3 separate regions of the Mus musculus genome follow, and all the other regions are linked to region 2. The links are chromatin contacts, called in public promoter capture Hi-C maps. All regions are on one chromosome and are shown on one strand. The core of a region is the stretch at or near the end of the contact, and the rest is flanking DNA. Distances in the headings are between cores, read along the strand shown.

What was found. Promoter capture Hi-C pulls out the DNA fragments that hold promoters and counts their contacts.
Region 1: a contact with region 2 is called in a promoter capture Hi-C map of pre-B cells, with 2.9 times the contacts expected there. The contact joins the promoter of Cetn2 here to the promoter of Slc10a3 in region 2. A contact is called at or near these places in 2 of 39 promoter capture datasets (erythroid cells and pre-B cells) and 1 of 9 other capture datasets (adipose tissue).
Region 3: a contact with region 2 is called in a promoter capture Hi-C map of liver, with 3 times the contacts expected there. The contact joins the promoter of Fundc2 here to the promoter of Slc10a3 in region 2. A contact is called at or near these places in 2 of 39 promoter capture datasets (erythroid cells and liver).

The regions. Positions count from the first base shown.
Region 1 is chrX:72,916,466-72,919,985 of GRCm38.p6, reverse strand. It overlaps Cetn2 (centrin 2), which reads left to right and starts at 1,642. Exons shown (of 5, transcript NM_019405.6): 1 at 1,642-1,672; 2 at 3,140-3,298. The coding sequence starts at 1,670. Nsdhl (NAD(P) dependent steroid dehydrogenase-like) reads right to left here and starts at 1,465. Exons shown (of 8, transcript NM_010941.3): 1 at 1,293-1,465.
Region 2 is chrX:74,371,259-74,375,093 of GRCm38.p6, reverse strand. It overlaps Slc10a3 (solute carrier family 10 (sodium/bile acid cotransporter family), member 3), which reads left to right and starts at 1,745. Exons shown (of 3, transcript NM_145406.2): 1 at 1,745-1,903; 2 at 2,412-2,480. Gm44504 (predicted readthrough transcript (NMD candidate), 44504) reads left to right here and starts at 1,745. Exons shown (of 6, transcript NR_103489.1): 1 at 1,745-1,903; 2 at 2,412-2,480.
Region 3 is chrX:75,380,651-75,384,552 of GRCm38.p6, reverse strand. It overlaps Fundc2 (FUN14 domain containing 2), which reads right to left and starts at 2,154. Exons shown (of 5, transcript NM_026126.4): 1 at 2,102-2,154. The coding sequence starts at 2,120. It also overlaps a transcript of F8 not described here.

The DNA of each region.
Region 1 (3,520 bases), core at 393-2,892, 1.5 Mb after region 2:
CTACTATAAAAATATGGAGCAATATGAGGGGCCCAGGTACAAAGTAAAGAGAGTGATTACCTTTACAGAGAAGGTGACAATAGCTGAAGACCAATACTAGGCTTGCTGGTGCATACCTTTAATCTAAGCACTCAGGAGGCAGTGGCAGATGGATCCCTGTGAAGTTTGAGGGCATCCTGGTTTACATAGTGAGTGCCAGGTCAGCCAGAATTACAGAGTGAGACCCTATCTCAAAACAAAAAAATTATATCTACCTGTGAAATTTTCTCAAAGAATTAATCAAAATACTAAAAAATTTTAAAAAGTTCATGGGACTGGGTAAGGTCAGTGAAGGAATGTATCAGCCGCAAAAATAGTGCCCTGGGTGAGAGTGAGCCAGAGGGGGAACAGTGTGGGTGTGATGGGAGAAGGAGGAATTTCATGGCAGGCTTTGCAGATTATGGTGAGAACTCCAGCTCATACTGCTGAGGAAGGGCTGAGGAGGAACAGAGAAAACAGAGGACAATTCAAGGACGGAACTGTGAGAACTCAGAGGCTGGATATGGGGGATTGTTGCTGCAGTGAACAAAGGAGCCAAACAAGACACAAAAGTTTTGAAGCCGGTTCCTGGCTTAAAGGAAAGAGGGCAAAGGGCCTATATTACATTTATGGGGAGCTGTTAAGTCTCAGGCCTTTCTCAGTTTGAGAGACTGATACTGTGCCCTTAAAGTCCCTAAACTGATTTTCTTTGCTTTGAGGGACGTAGAACATAGAATCTGTGTTCGACCCTGGGCCTTCATTACTCCTGGCACAGCTCCAGGTAGCCCCAACCCGTTGTGCACTTTGCCCTTTAATTCTCTTTACATTCCATACTTCCAAAACTCCTGTGGCTTTGCTTTCAAGGGAGTCTCATTCAGGAATGCTCCTTCCCATGTGACTTGAGTGTCTGTACGTCTAACAGGACACATTTTGATGAGTTTTGAAGATCTAAAAGTCCCCAGCCCATTCCCCTGAGAGCTAAAGTGACTCTTGTAGAGCTAATGTAAAGACAAAGCCTCATGTGGATTGGGTTTCTAAGCCCCAGCCCTGTGAACCACTGACACAATACTCAGCATGCCCACTCCAGTTTCGAGGTCTCAGCTTCTCCTGGCACAGTCACCCCTCCAAACCATTTGGTCATATCTTGCTGGCCCCTCAGATGTTCTGTGTCCCCCAACTCGGTTTTAAAATGGGTCCCACCCATTCCCTCCTACTTCCTCCAGGCTCTGTCACCCACACGCAGCAGCCTCTAAGGGCAAGCCCGCAACTCTTACCCGGTTTAGACACTCAAATGATCGACCTCAGCTTGCAGACAACCGGCAACCAGAGAAGTCTGGCTGAACACCCGCCACCCTTTTCTACTGATAGATATGAGCCCACAATCAGCAGAGCTTCCTTCATAATGTTGATTGGTCTAGCTTGGCTCTGGCGCAACCAATTGACGCTCACAGCATGATTTTGCCCAATGAGGCTAGTCTTTGGCTGCCGACGCACCGCCCTCTTGCTCTTGGGCGAGTTTTGCCAGGTTAGCCCCACCTCTTCGTTCCCAAACCAATGGGAAGCGGGCTGTGCGCGCGTGGAGCAGTGGGAACGCCGCTGAGGCTGCGAGTACGCCGTTGCCTTAACAACCGGTGGCAGAGTCCGTTGGGTGATGGTAAGTGCTAGGGATTCGGTGGACCCCACGCGGCGTCCCCGGTCCTTTCCTAGGCCTCGGTGCAGCCTTGCTACCTTTCTTGCACGGTTCTTGGCGTTGACGCACTAGTTCTTCCTTGGAGCTGTGTGCCGGAAGGGTAGAAGAGAAAGTACAGCCGCCAGCAGCTTGCCTTGCCTGCTCTTTCCCACTACCCCCTCCTCGCCCAAGTCACCTTCAGCCACCCCCGCACAAACTGCCTCTGGACCTCCGCTGGCTTTCAGGAAACAGCAGGGTGACCATTCTATTGCTTCCCTTAGACTTCCGCCTCAGTCAAACTCAGGCCTCCTGGCCGCGGCCACCCAGTTAAAGTTTATGCATTGGTGCTAAGAGGTTTACTGTGTTCTGATGGTCGCAAACGCTTTCAGGAGAGGCTGTGAGAAAGCACGCAGGTGCAAATGGTTTGATTTTTATCACTTTGTACCGGCATAATTTTTATCTTAGTAAGTTTACATTTAGCCAAATTTAGGCATAAGTAATTGGAGGAGCAGAGTTCTTGGGAACTGGCACCACAAGTAGATGTTTTAAGTACATTTCTAAAACCGAGAGTACGGAAATCATATACAGTTGATCATCCATAACTGTAATTGGTTTCTCAAAGAGCTTTTGATGATGCTTTTTTAGATTTAAAAATGACTGAAATTGAATCTCCTAAAGTGACACATGGATTAATGGTACAATTGCATGAACTTTCTGTAGTATAAACTTTAAGACAGTGGAGGTCAGAGTTATGTCTTCTCATGAAGGCTATGTTAACACTAGAAATTCATATTCATATATTCACTTGCTCTATGTTGATCTATACAAGAACAAGGAGGAAAATGGTAATATACTATTTTAAAACAAAAACTCTCTTCTATTTGGTGGCTCCCCAATGAAATATAGTTGAATTTAGTCATATGAGACATCACATTAAGACAAATTTACAGTTATATTAGAAAATAACCTCATTATTGCCAATTTCTTTTTTTATAACTTAGTAAAAACTGACATATATAAATTGAAATAGTTTTAAGTTGAGAGAAAGTTTTTTCTTCACAGAGGTTTGTGCTATTTGTCATTTAGAGTTGGGGTTAATTTTATTTTAGTTTTTACACTTATTATTCCTTGGTGGAGAAGCACATTTTAGCCTGAGTGTGGCGGTCAGAGAATAATTTGGAAGAGTTAGTTCTCTCCTTTTACCATGTAAGCATCGTTTCCCTTTTCATCTTTGACAACGACAACTGAAGCCTGGGTCCTGGTTCCCACTTAGGTTATCAAGCTTGGCAGCAAGAATTCTCACTGGCCCATGGAAGTTTACGTAATGACATAAGTACATTACAAACGATGGCACACCTCATTGAAAAAGATATGTATGTTTAGAGCTGTCATAAATAAAACAAGGACTATGGCTTGTAATAATGTGCTTCTGTGTTTATATATTGTGTGAAGGCCTCTAATTTTAAGAAGACAACCATGGCATCCAGTGCCCAGAGAAAAAGGATGAGTCCTAAGCCTGAACTTACTGAAGACCAGAAACAGGAAATCCGGGAAGCTTTTGATCTCTTTGATGCTGATGGAACTGGAACTATAGACATCAAAGAACTGAAGGTAAGCTGCACACATCCTTTTCTTTGTTACCTTGTGTTTCCTTATTGCTTGTCTTTTAGCTGTTACCGTTCTTCTCCTTTCTGCCTGCAAAAAGTAACAGACAAGGGTACCCTGTGTATATTTTACCTGAAACAATGGTCTAATTGATAAAGTTGATTGCAAATATCAATTAAATCAGCCTTAAGTGTTCCCTGATCATTTCCATCATTTTATCAGGTGTTT
Region 2 (3,835 bases), core at 496-2,995:
CAGGGTTTCTCTGTGTAACCCTGGCTGTCCTGGAACTCACTCTGTAGACCAGGCTGGCCTCAAACTCAGAAATCCGCCTGCCTCTGCCTCCCAAGTGCTGGGATTAAAGGCGTGCACCACCACGCCCAGCTAAACTGGCCTTAAATAGCCAATCCTCCTGCCAGGTGATGGTGCACCATGTTAATCTCAGCACTCAGAAGCAAATCAGGCAGATCTCTGAGTTCGAGGCCAGCCTAGTCAGCAGAGTGAGTTCCAGGACAACCAGGGCTACTTAGAGAAACCCTGTCTCAGGGAGAAAAAAAAAATCCAATTCTCCTGTCTCAGCCTTTGAAGTGCTAGCATAGCTGAGAAAAGGTTCATTTTAAAGCAATACTCATTTATTCTAGTTTCCCCAGTAACTTTGGGAACAACGACCCTTTTTTAAAAATTGTGTATGAGCCTGGCAGTGGTGGCACGCACCTTTAATCCTAGCACTTGGGAGGCAGAGGCAGGTGGATTTCTGAGTTCGAGCCTGGTCTACAGAGTGAGTTCTGCGACAGCCAGGACTACACAGAGAAACCCTGTCTCAAAAAAACCAAACCAAAAAAAAATGTGTATTTATAGTTTGTGTATGAGTACTCATGTAGGTCAGAGGACAACTTCTAGGAGTCAGTTCTTTCCCTCCATTGAACATGTAGTGTTGAGAGGCCTCAAGTGCTTTTATCAACTGAGCCATCGCAGAAGCCTCATTATAGATTTTTAAAGACAGAATTTCTCTGTGTGGCCCTGGACAGCTGGCCTGGAACTCTCTCAGTAGACCTACCTAGTCTTGACCTCAGCAATTTGCCTGCTTCTGTCTCCAAGGCTCATTAAAAAGAAAGAAAGAGCCCGGCGTGGTGGCACACGCCTTTAATCCCAGCACTCAGGAGGCAGAGGCAGGCAGATTTCTGAGTTCGAGGCCAGCCTGGTCTACAAAGTGAGTTCCAGGACAGCCAGGGCTACACAGAGAAACCCTGTCTCGAAAAAAAAAAAAAGGAAAAGGAAGAAAGAAAGAGATCAAAACAATAAGATAAACAAGTTTATTTTGTACACCTCAAAAAAGAGAAGCAAGCTGGCCAGTGGTGGTCCATGCCTTTAATCCCAGCACTTGAGAGGCAGAGGCAGGTGGATTTCTGAATTCGAGGCCACCCTGGTCTACTGAGTGAGTTCCAGGACAGCCAGGGATATTCAGAGAAAAACTGTCTCGGAAAAAAAGGAAAAAGAAAAAGAAAGGGGGGGGGGGAGAGAGAAGCAGATACGGCAATAACAGAACTACCTGGATACAAGTCACCTTTTAAAAAATGACATGCATATGTTTGGCTGTATGTTTGTATGTGCACCATATGCATCCAGTATGGGCAGAGGCAAGAAGAGGGTATCAAAGCTCCTGAACTGTAGTTACAGGCGGCTGCAAGCTGCTAAGTAGATAATGTGAAGTTGAACCAGAGTCCTGAAAAGGTAGTAAACACTCACTGAGCCATCACTTCAATCACCACATGACCTTTAATTTAGTATCAGTTTAATGTCCTCTGACATCATCTTCCCATCACCCACTTTTATCTGAGGAGGTAACCACACAAGAATGTACTTATTGCCCCACATGCCAATACCAGTGACTTAGGCAGTCAGGTCTCACGTGGTAGGGCCAGCTCGTCGCTTCCAGAAACGTCACATCCGTTGGGAACCTGACACAAGCCCGCCAGGGGCGAGTGCTTTTGTGAGAGGGCGGAGTCCTAGCACGCGGATGGAACCTTGGTGGGGCGGAGCCTGTGGGGGCGGGACGAGGCCCGGGCAGGACGGGCCTCACTTGCCGGCGTTTGCCGGCCCGGGCCACTACTTGTGAGGAGCTCTGTGGCCGCGGAAGCAAGTGAGAGATTTCGACCAGGTAGGTGAGGATGGGAGGTGACTTGTGGCTCCGTCCGCAGTCCGTGGTCACCAGCTCTGGCCAGACCCAGCGAAAGGTCTTGCGGGTGCGGTTGTGACGTGGAGGCTCTTCAGAACCCAAGACTGCCCGTGGGGGTTGTAAGCCCTTCCTAACTTCTCTAGCCACCTGACAGACCCTGAACTGTCAGGTGCGGAGGAGACCTGGTCATCATTGCCAGTTATTCTTCAGCCCCTATACTTTGCTGCTGTGAAAAAACAAAAACAAAAAACAAAAAAAAACTTCCGGATGGTATTGCTTCCTCACTCAGCCTTGGAGTGTGTTTACTCTAACTCTTTCAGCTCCACTATCAGCAGAAGTGTAGGATAGGGACCAAATCCCTCTTGCAGTGATCTACTATGGTCCACTAGTCCTGCTGGTAGGATGGGGTTATGGGTGGATGGTCCTTAGTCTTTCCCTTAACTGGCTCACACTACTCTGATGCCTACATCTTTTCTCTCTACTTGACTAGTTACCTTACTCTGGTTTTCCTGCCTCCCTCTTCATCAGCGAGATTCAAGGCTGGACCAGGGCCCCCAGGGTAAGTGACCCATACTCAAAATCAGCATAATGTAAAACCTGCTATATCCACTGCCATCAAGTTGCCCCAGTTCTAGCAGATGATAATACAAAGGTGTTGACTATCCAGTTGAGAAAGGGAAGGAGGCAGACCTCTCCTTTCGCCCCATGTTACTCTACCCTTAGAAATACTGAGGTTCACTGTAAGTTTAAAACTCTGGTAGGTCGTGCACACCTTTATCCCAGCACTTGGGGGGCAGGTGGATCTGAGTTCCAGCCTGGTCTTCATGGTGAATTCCAGGTTAGCTAAGACTACACAGTGAAGACCTGTCTCACCAGCAGCAGCAGCAACAACAACAGGACTGAATGTGGTAGCCTACACCTTTAATTACAGCACATAAGACATAGAGGCAGGAAGATCTCTGAGAATTTAAGGCCAGCCTAGTTTACATGTGAATTGCAGGCCAACAGGACTACACACACAAGACCCTGTCTCAAACAAAAAGACTCTGATAGGGTAATACATTGAGAAGACTCTAAGCAGAGACTCTCAGATGTAGCAACAGATATAAGAGCTCAAATTCTGAGACCAGGGAGCTCTGACAAGAGAAGTTTGCTTGCTCATGGCCAGGCGTGGTGGCGCACGCCTTTAATCCCAGCACTCAGGAGGCAGAGGCAGGCGGATTTCTGAGTTCGAGGCCAGCCTGGTCTACAAAGTGAGTTCCAGGACAGCCAGGGCTATACAGAGAAACCCTGTCTCAAAACAAAAACAAAAAGACAAGGTTGCTCAGTGGATACCTATTGTATCCTCACTGTATTCCTACTGAAGTCCCACTATAGCTTCCCTGAGAAGCAGGGGTGTGTGTCTCACAGGACTTCCATCTCATAACTATAGGGCAAATGAAACAAGACATGTAGCCACAGCTTGTCAGTAGCAGCCTTTGGTTCTGGAACTCACTTACTGCACATATCACTTTGTTAAAACTTTGTAGCTGGCAAATGGCACTTAGACACCCTTATTCTATTCTTTAAAGACCTGGATCTGGCCCAATCAGCACCCTTTGTTCTCATCTGGCCAGTCTTTTTGTCTCTCCCCCCCCCCCCCCAGGAAGCCATTTATTTGATTTGCTTTGTTTGGAAATGAACTATCAAGTCTCCCAGGCTGCCCTGGAACTGGCTATATAACTGAAGGATAATCTTAGTCACCTGATTCTCTTGGCTCCACCTCCCAAATACTGGGATGACAGGAGTGAGCCACCATATTTACCCCCTCCAGGTAGCAATTTAGTTCATTCCCATGGTGGTATCTTTGCATCTTGAAATGAGAGTGGGATGGCCTAGTGGTGACAGGATTAGAGATCACTCTCCTAAAACCCT
Region 3 (3,902 bases), core at 905-3,404, 1.0 Mb before region 2:
TTACTGGGATGGGAATATCAAAGTCCCACTGAAAACAGACCATATGAGAAAAGTCAATCTTCTATATGATAAACGGCAAAAAAAAAAAAACCCAAAAAAACAAAAAAACAAAAACAAAAACAAAAAAAACTTAGGAAGAAAGTTTAAGAGTGTTCAAACTTTCAAAACTACAGTATAATTTAGAGCCACCTAAATTAAAGGTTTTTGGGGCTGGGAGCAGTGAAACAAAGTTTCTCTGTGGAGCCCCAGAATTAACCAGACTGGTCTCAAGCTCACAGGGATCCACCCACCCCTGCCTCCCCAGTGCTGGAATTAAAGGTGAGTGCCAACACTGCCTGGCTAAGTTCAAGATTCAAAAGGCTATAGTATTCAATAAGATGTTGCATTGATCCAGACATTATTGTCGATGCCAAAAAGTGCTTGCTGACAGGAGCCTGATATAACTGTCTCCTGAGAGGCTCTGCCAGTGCCTGACAAATACAGAGGTGGATGCTCTTGACCAAATATTGGACTGAGCACAGGATCCCCCAATGGAAGAGCTAGAGAAAGGACCGAAGGAGCTGAAGGAGCTTGCAGGCCCATAGGAGGAACAACAATATGAACCAACCAGTACTCCCAGGGACTAAACCACCAACCAAAGAGTACACATGGAGGGACATGGCTCCAGCTGCATATGTAGCAGAGGATGGCCTTGTCTGTCATCAATGAGAGGAGAGGCCCTTGGTCCTGTGAGGGCTAGATGCCCCAGTGTAGGGGAATGCCAGGACCAGGAAGAGAGAGTGGGTGGGTTGGTGAGCAGGGGAAGGGGGGATGGGATAGGGGGTTTTCAGAGGGGAAACCAGGAAAGGGGATAACATTTTAAATGTAAATAAAGAAAATATCTAATAAAAAAAAAAAGAAGAAGAAAAAGCCAGGCAGTGGTGGTGCATGCCCGGCAGAGGCAGGCGGATTTCTTAGTTTGAGGCCAGCCTGGTCTATAGATTGAGTTCCAGGACAGACAGGGCTACACAAAGAAACCCTGTCTCAAAAAACAGAGAGAGAGAGAGAGAGAGAGAGAGAGAGAGAGAGAGAGAGAGGATGTTGAATTGACCTAAGTATACACAAAATTAGTTGAATAAGAAGTATAGAAATACATTTACATATACTATTATATCATTTTCCTATCAAGGTACTCAGGTAACTCCACAGTACAAAGCAAGTCCTTTCAATAGTGTTAGAAGCACTAGATATTCATATATATATATTTAAAAACCATATACAATACATTCAACGTATGGCTCTAGTCAAAAGTGGGATTTAGTTGGGTATAGTTCCACGCACTCTAGAGGCTGAAACACAAGGATAGCTGAGTTTGAGGCCAGACTGGACTACACCAAATTATCTGTTGATGGTGGGTGAGATGGGATGGATAACAATTAGAGTCCGCTCATTAAACACTGGTAAACAACATTTACAAGCCTTGTCTATAGGCCCAGGAAAACAACGATAATTATTGTAAGCACTACAATTATGTAAGACAAGATTTCTCAGAAATTTCTAGGTATTCTGCTCAGCAATTGCATCAAGTGTAATGACTGTGAGCTTAATGAATTGACTGACTTAACGTAACTAAAGAAAAGAAAAGAAAACGGACAAAAAGAAAGAAAAAAAGTGCTCCACTGGGATTTTATTTTGAGTGGGCCGACTATATCTCCTACTGTTTTCAAAACAATCAATTAGGAAAGTACCAATGAAAATGAGGACTGTAGGTGTTTGAGAGGCAGTAAGAGACAAAAACACTCCTGTCAGGGAGCCAGATCGCTTCTGAGAACAGTAACTGGATCTCCCTAGGGACACCTCGGTAGGGGCGGCACTGAAAGGCTAGAAGAGCTAGGCAGAGATAACATCCCTGGGTAACTCAAAAGCCAGCTTAAGTATGACCTTGGCCAGATCCCAGAACACCCGCCAGAAAAGTCTCCGCGCTGCCCTATCCAGGTGCTATTGAAGCTCCCTGGGGAGGGAGGAACCCAGCAAGCGACTCAGCATGCAACCAGCAGTACTTCACTCTAAGCGACAAAGGTGATTCCACCCCTGGCCCTTGCGCGCGTGCTCCCGCCTTTACCTTGACTGTTAGCGGCCATTTCGGGGGCGCGGGGGGGGGGGGGACCCTAGTATCGCGATGACACAGCTTCAGACCACGAGACCAGGAACAGGCGTTAGTCATCCGCAGCTGGCTTCCGGCAGGGGGTGGGGGGGCAGATATTTCCAGTCCCTTGGCAGTCGGAGACAGCGGGGCCTGGTCCCATTAGACATCTTTCCTGTCCTGGAGCAGCTGCTACAACCACCTCAGCTGCAGCCCCACACTTGCGCAGAGGAATGAATGCTTGCTACGTGTGCAGAAAGCTTCTCTGCCTTGGTGGTGACAGAGTTTATCTCACCTTTATTTTTTTTAATTTATTTTAGATTTTGCATATTTATGTAAACAATGAACTTATGTTAATTCTGACATTAATTTCAAGGCTGTTTAAGTTCAGGAAAACACATCTTACACTTTTTAAAAGCATTCCAACCACTTAATAATGTACACTTGTATTATGACTGCTGCTTCTTCCGCTTTAAAGTTTTTTTTTTAACTTTGTGTATATGAGTATTTGCATGTGTTTGAGTACAGCACGTGTACGCAGTACCTGAGGCCAAACAGGACTTCCGATCCCTTGGGACTGGAGAGGGGAGTGATACAAATATCTCAATTAGAATTGAGCACTTTATTGCCTCTTATCCTCTGTACATATACTAGTTGTGAGTCTATTAGAAAAAAGAAGATTCTTAGATGAGGAGTGAAAGATCCCCTATTTTATCGGTATAATAGTAAAAAAAATTGGGAGGAGACAGTTTATTTTTGTGTCCATTTAGGAAAGCAGTTCTTCCCTATGACTTAGGCAGCCATGGGGTTTTGGCTTTCTAACAGGTATCGGTTCTATCCTGTGGAGTGGGCCTTAAATACAAACATGAAGTGATTAGTTACTCCTACTATATTTATGCCACTACCATAGCAATGAGGCTATTTTGACATATCAGTCATTATATAGTACCTCACAGGGTTCTTAGATGCTTTGTAAGACTGTCAATAACTTGTCACCCCAAATAGCACACATGTAACCTTCCAGCACTGTGAAATCTTGTCAGTGCCAGCTTGATTTCCCCATGTTTTATGACTCAACTATGTTGTGTCATCAGCAATACGATCTTAACCATGAAGTTCTGTAGATTGCCAAAAAATTGGCAGTACCTTATAATGTTTGGGGGTTTATGGAGCCAACAAACTCCAAAAGAGGTGACCCATTCCTGGCACTGGGCTTTATATTTGTTACCCTGCAGTGTTTAGTAGGGACATTGTCATCCTGATGTAGGGGTAACTCCATTTAAATTCTTATATATGTATACATGTATATTTTATTTAAAAAGCTTCTACAGTAGTAGGTTTTCATATTTTTTTCAAGTATCTTTAGTGTTAATAATCACTACCCATACTCACTTCTCTCTCCTGCCCTCCTATCCTTACCCCACGTAACCCTTCAACTTCTCCTGTTCCCTTTTCATATCAACTGCAGTATATCCCATTTCCCTTGAAATCTGCCTTCCCTTGTTGGCCCCTTGCTAGTTTCCTGATCTCTATGGATACTCCAATTTAAGACAGATATCTAAAGATTCAGAGTTAGCATTCACATGTGAGAGAGAATCTGAGGCATTTGTTTTTCTGGGTCTAGGTTACCTTATGGAGAATGATTATTTCCAGCTCTATCCATTTACCTGCAAATTTAATTTCATTTTTCTTTACAGCTGAGTAATAAATATTCCATTGTGTGAATGTACCACATTTTCATTATCCATTCTTCAGTTGGTGGATGTTGGCTCTTTCCTTT